2 separate regions of the Danio rerio genome follow, and region 1 is linked to region 2. Evidence: chromatin contacts called from public Micro-C data. All regions are on one chromosome and are shown on one strand. The core of a region is the stretch at or near the end of the contact, and the rest is flanking DNA. Distances in the headings are between cores, read along the strand shown. Region 1 holds the start of pkn2b (protein kinase N2b). Region 2 holds the start of lrrc8db (leucine rich repeat containing 8 VRAC subunit Db).

Region 1 (3,663 bases), core at 142-2,641, 200 kb after region 2:
AAAAGAAAGTTTAATCCCTAAACAGATCCAAATCAGACCCCAGCATTAGTCACATGACCAATTTTGTGAAAACCATCAAATTAGGCAAAAGCTGTAGTAAAACCCTTACATAAGACAAAATATCCATTTACATGTCTGACCTTCAATTTGCAAAAACATTGTTTCTCCTGATGGTTCATTCCCAAGAAACCAAAAAATAAATAAATAAATAAATAAATAAATAAATAAATAAATAAATAAATAAATAAATAAATAAAAATTAGCTACACATTGTTCAGTGCTGGCTTTTTGACGCGTAAAGTTAGTCATTTGTAAATTACGTCAAGTTCATCGTCATTTTACACGAAAGGAAAAGCAGGCAAACAAATACTGACATTGCTTCATACAAGTGTTTCAGGGAGTTGCCAGGGTGGAATCGTTCAGGATATGTTACTAATAATAGATTTTACTCCAGATTTTCCCCTCACCACACACGCAAAAGAGAGGTTCTGCTACATGTATTTCGTGTTTAGCCAAATATATATATTCGTTTAATGTTTAATTTCTACAATTATGAGTGAACAAATTGATTTTATTAGTTCAAGTTTGCACGAAGGAAAGCACTTTAAGCTTTCAAACGATCCGCATAGCATTAAATACAGTAAATATGCAGTTGAGGAAACAAAGTAACATCATGACTGCACCAGTTACAAGAGCTATGCGAACAAGCACAAACATTGCACGACTGCCTTTCTTCGTATAAATTCGATCACGTTTCATGTATAACTTAATAGTTTAGCTATGGACTGGGATTGAAGCAACAGTTGGTTTCTGTGTCAATATTTCTAGGCCACATTTAACCCTTTCAGACACAGTTAAAAGTCACTACGCCAATCCTTAAGTCAAATGTTGACATTTTAAAGTGGTGTCCAGACGAAAACATAGAAGTCGCGATTAAAGTGTGTTGATGGTGTCGAAGCGCGCGGTTAGTAAACATTAGATAAAACAAGTCTCACCTGCACGGAATCGGCCGCCATCTTGCCTCTTAATAACTTTGAATCAAACTCAAGGGAGCAAAAAGGAGGAATGTCAGTAAGAAGTTAAACCTCTCCGCTCCTCTCCAAGTTAGCACGTATATCTTCCTGAGACTGAAGAAAACACATCGGATCCACGACTACTGCTATTCCACAGCGCAGCCGGTAAACTTTCCAATTCCCATGACGCTGCCGAAATATCCTTGTTTGATATATAGGAACGCAGTTGTGTAAAAGCTCGAAAAGTTTCAAGAAATCAGTGCGATGGTTTTCCGTGACAGATCCACGCAGAGGGACGTGGAAATGCGGCTGTTTTGAATGCGTGTATTGTTGAACACGCTCCTCTCCTCTGCTCTCCCAGCTGGAGTCAAATCCTACACTTCCAGTCATGTGATCAGAAACTCTATGCAAGCATTTTCCCATGAGTGTCCATGTTCACTGCCAAATATAGAGTTTAAATCATTCTTGTATATTTACTAGAGCGTTGTATCAGATTACATCACCGCGTAACGCTGGATAATTATAAAAACACATCAAACGGTAATTACACATTTGTTGATTATTTTTTTCACAGTACTGAGGTGGGGCTCAGTTTTTTTTTTCTTTTTTCCTTGTAAGCTTCAACCTGTCAGAATGAATGGGTGTTTAGTTAACCAAGATTTGTGTCAAAGATGAAATGTAAAAACGTGATTTAGAGAAGACCCATAAATTATTATTTTATTTATTTATTTTTATTTAAATATTTGTACATTTTTATCAGGCTTTAAAAAACTAAAAAAAAAAAAAAAAAGTTAAATTAAAAGACTCTATTTAACAGTCACAGTGCAGCCCACAAATAGTGTTTAATGTTTTACTTTTATTGATTGTAAATTTTGTCATATTTTAATTCAATTTATTATTATTATTATTATTATTATTATTATTATTTACTTTTTAAATTATAATAACTTAATTTGTACGCTTCTAAATATTTTAATATGTAGAGGTCAGAATAAGAATGCTATTTATTTTTATATGAATATTTTGCATTAAAATGACGGTTCATGTTATTGCATGCAATTTTGACATTTTAGTTCCAGGTTTTTTTAAAACTTTAAATTAGTTACATATGTATTTAAAATTTCTTCATGTATAAAATTTGTTTTTGACATTTTAATTTCACATGGAAACCAAAATAGGTTGCCAAATAAATAAAATAAACAAATAAATACAATAATAATAATAATAGTGGCGCAGTAGGTATTGCTGTTCATTCTGCTGTGGCGACCCTGGATTAATAAAGGGACTAAGCCGACAAGAAGATGAATGAATAACAATAATATATAGTTAATATTTTTTCAGGCTGCACGGTGATGCAGTGGGTAGCACGTTCGCCTCACAGCAAGAAGGGCGCTGACTCTAGACCTAGCTGGGTCAGTTGGTGTTTTTGTGTGGAGTTTGCATGTTCTCCCTGTGTGCACGTGGGTTTTCTCTGGGTGCTCCACTTTCCCCCACAAGACATGCGCAATAGGTGAATTGGATGGAGTAAATTGTCCATAGTGTATGTGTGTGAATGAGTGTGTATGGATGTTTCCTAGTGATGGGTTGCAGCTGGAAGGGCATCTGCTGCGTAAAACATATGCTGTATAAGTTGGCGGTTCATTCCGCTGTGGCGACACCAGATTAATAATGAGACTAAGCCAAAAAGAAACTTAATGAATGAGTATGAGAATGAGAGCATGATAATATAATATAATATAATATAATATAATATAATATAATATAATATAATATAATATAATATAATATAATTAATATAATTAATATAATTTGATATAATATAATAATGCTTCATTAATTATTATAATGATTAATTATTATTTTAATATTAATTTAAATAATAATATTAATAATAATATTGCAATTAATATAATGTAATATAGTAATGCTTCATTAATTATTATAATTATTTTAATTATAATTATAATATTAACTTTAATAATATATTACAGTTAATATAATATAATAATGCTTCATTAATTATTATAATTATTAATTATATTTATATTATTCATTTAAATAATAATAATAATCTGCTACCATATCACATTTAAAACATTGTTAATATTAATCTCCCTGTAACCTAAATGTCTTTCATCAACAACAAAACAACAGTACCCCTGTTCTGCAGATGATTTTTAAAGCCAAGACACAAATTTGTAAATCATTTGGTCCGGCAGCTGCAGAGGGAACTAAGAGCAAACTATAATACACACATTGTAACTGTGAACTGTGATCTTTATTCATTCATCTTTTCAAGTTTTCTCAGATTTCTCTCTCTTTTTTCTTAATAAATCCAACAACAACATTTTATCTTTTGTTCATAAATCCGTCTTTTTTGCGATCTACATTGGTTTTGAATGAGAATTTGCTTCACCTTCTGTTTGAAACCTTTGTAACCACCGCTGGCTTTCTGACCGCAGCTTCCAAAGAGCCAAAAGCTTGAAACTTCCTGTGGTAACAATTGGACTTCCTGTGTTAGACCATGTGTTTCTCTATCATACTTGATAATCTGCTCTTGCTTTAATAATGGGTTACACCAACACTCTCAGCACAGGGTACTGAACATCATACTTAAGTGTAAAAATGACAATAGCATCCCAAAAGTTCT
Region 2 (3,211 bases), core at 122-2,621:
CAATTGCAATCATGGCTAGCCTAACTTAACCTCAGTCTAAGCTCTTACCCCATAACTAGGTCACAGCTGCAGCTGTTGTTCTCATTTGTTGTCTCCAACAGAATTTTTAAATGGCAATTCTACTAACCAATCCTGTCTCTTCTTGTTAGCCAGCAGATTTCAGTGTTGGGCAACCATTTGTGTGTCTGCATACTGTACGCTCAGCCTGCTGTAGGTCAGTGTGTTAAAGTAAAGCATTATTGTTATATCATAGCGTGTGTAAATGTAGACTTAGGAATTGAACATCTGTCCATGTCTGCCAGGTCAAGTGTAAGAGATCAGAATCAAGAATATCAAGGTCAGCAAAAATGCTCAACCTGTTATCAGCAAATGTGTTTCAAAATTATGAACAACAAGTGGTAAATGGAACACTTTTAATGAACACTGTTCAATTGTAATAATTGTATAAACGTTTGCCAAAAATTGTGTAAATAATGAGGCAAATTATGTAAGGTTTATTATGTAAAATTAAACGTATGTAACTTCTTACAAGAGACCTAAAAAATAATATAATTTATTATAAATTAGCTTGTGTAAGTTAACTGTTTGTACAGTCAATACAGTGTCTCCAGTCTTCTCTAAAGTGTCCAAACACCTTGCTCTAGTCTAAGCTACTCTGAAGATCTTTATTAAAATAATGTTAAAACGAAATTCAGTTTATTTAATAATTGTGTGCATAACGTGTTTACTTACTGTCTCAAATCAACGTCATCAAACGTCATCCATGCACCAATTTAATTCCTGAGAAACACATTTCATCCACTTGTCCTTGCAGTAATATGGACAAATATGCGGTCCACTCGCGTGGGAGACGTCATTTTGATCGCATTTACGCCATTGTCTTTCTATACCGGGTCACGATATATAAACGACAAAGGTTTACTTTCCGATATCGCGTAAACTGCGAGCAGAACGCGATTTACAGGAGCGGACCGGAATATTCCCCGTGAACGCAGTCCGGTGTTTTATCATGTCTTCGTGGTTCTGTGGAGATTAACGCCGCTCGGGCAGGAAACCATTGGAGGTCTGTTGTGTTAAAGCGGAAAAGTGTCGGTACAAAAGGACAACTTACTAATCATTTACCCGAGAGGGCTTTATGCACATGTAAGGGTCCCCGCTCATCTCATTATTATGGTACATTCAGTGCCGCGCGCACACAGCAGCGGAGTCAACCAGTCTACACCAGTTCTGTACACTGCATTTCCGCCACCTTTACACCCCACAAACACACACTTGCAAGCTAATACATACCTCAAAACAGAGCTGTCATTTTAAAAACCTCAAAGCATCACCGACATCCATGCGTGCGAAATGACGAGTGAGAGAAATGTGTGTAATATAAACAGAAATCTGCTGTCAAATAGAGGAAGTGTATGTGGGCGGAGCTTAAGTTTACAGGAGGATTTACGCGCGAAACACCTGACCGGTGTTCTTTAAGTTACTAAGCAACCAAAGCTCGTTTGTTACAGTTGAACTGTTCAACGGTTGAAGACGTGTTCTAAGAATTGTGTCTAAATCATAAGAAAATGCTCAATTCTATTGAGCTCGCCCTTTTTAACTGGAGGTCATCCTAATTTTGCCATAGGGTTATGCTTCAATCCCTTTTCTAGAAGTTGTATAAAATATAGACAGAGATTTTTGTGAAATCCCTAATATTTTAGTTTCCCTATTTTAACACATTTTCCATGTTAGATACATTCTGCTCTCAAGCCAGTTTTTAAGGATTTACTTGTTCTTTTAGTACATTGTAAAATAAATTGTGAAAACAATAATACAATAGTTTTATTGATAATAATAACAGCAAAAAATAATAATAACATATTATAACAATATTACTTATTATTTTACTATTACTACTATTAATAATAATTATAATAAATAAAACTTAAAAAATTAAATATCATTTTTTAATTGGAAAAAACAATTTTTGTAAAAAAAAAAAACAAAAAAAAAAAACAATTGTCATTTTTTTTAATATGTTTTGTTAATTGAGCTAGTTTTTCATGTCAAGTTGAAATATTTACCTTTTAACGGTATAAAAATAAGGTTATATAATTGTGTTTGTGACCCTAAAGGGATAGTTAACTCCCCAAAAATATTTTTGTCATCATTTACTCATCATCCTCTTGTTCCAAACCAGTTTGAGTTTGTTTTTCTTCTGAACACAAAAGATGAACTAAAGAATCTTATAAAAAGATAATAAATAACCAGCCATTGACTTCCACGGTCTGTTCCTAGGATGTTCATGGCTGTTTTTACCCTATTATTCTTCACAATATTGTAATTGTTCACATTTAGATATTGCTTGATAATAAAAGCAGGTTTGGTATGCTGTCCTAGGAGAGAACCCTGAGCTCAAAGACAATGAAGCATAAATGAGCATAAGGGGGTACGAGATCAGGTAGTTCTTGAGAGCCTCCCCTGCTGAGGACGAAAGGAGGTGGATGAGAGCACTCCTCAAAAAATAAAAAAAAATGAAGGTAATGCTAGACAGACTTATAATAATATTTATTTTTACTTCTTCAAACTACTTAATTAAAATTAGCTGAAACAACAATTCTTGAGATTTCACTGGGACAACTTTTTGTGTTCAATCCACATACATTTGTTAAAAGTGTTAAGTTAACTTAAACGATTTGTATTGGGACAACAGGAATGAATTTTGTGGAACCATGCATTTTTTACAGTGCAGGCTATTTATAGTGAGTTTGGAATATTCCAATTGGCTCACTAATGATTACAGATGAGAGACCAGCTGCAATCAATCATATGCTCCTCTTAAAAATTAGTTTATAAAACTTCACTTAGTTTTGTGTTCAACAAAACAAATTCAAGTTTAGAACCACTTGAGTGTGAGTTAATAATAAGAAGACTGTTATATTTCAGTGTAATATCCCTTTAAATAAAGAAGGCAAAAGATATTCAAAAATGGCCACACAATTCTTTAAATCAAAACAAAGCAAATTAAAAACACTCATTGACAGGCACCATAAATAGATAGCAGTAATCACTGTCAGTTTTCACCAAAAACGCATGTCATTGCAAGTCTTGTTTACATCTGAAATCTTTTATTTTTCACAAGCCAGCCATATGGTTGCAAATAAGATTAGAGACTTTGGCCTCCCCCCCACCACCAGATCCTGTGGGTTTGCTTGCATCACATGAATCTTTT

What was found. Hi-C and Micro-C count contacts between places; a contact is called where the count stands out from the background.
Region 1: a contact with region 2 is called in a Micro-C map of caudal fin, with 3 times the contacts expected there. The contact joins the promoter of pkn2b here to the promoter of lrrc8db in region 2. A contact is called at or near these places in 3 of 18 Hi-C or Micro-C datasets (caudal fin, hematopoietic stem cells and an unstated tissue) and 1 of 4 datasets of contacts at active chromatin or transcription factors (embryo).

What each region holds. Positions count from the first base shown.
Region 1 is chr6:27,861,812-27,865,474 of GRCz12tu, forward strand. It overlaps pkn2b (protein kinase N2b), which reads right to left and starts at 1,392. Exons shown (of 22, transcript NM_001290179.1): 1 at 996-1,392. The coding sequence starts at 1,016. It also overlaps a transcript of kyat3.2 not described here.
Region 2 is chr6:27,659,907-27,663,117 of GRCz12tu, forward strand. It overlaps lrrc8db (leucine rich repeat containing 8 VRAC subunit Db), which reads right to left and starts at 1,372. Exons shown (of 2, transcript NM_001077380.1): 1 at 1,291-1,372.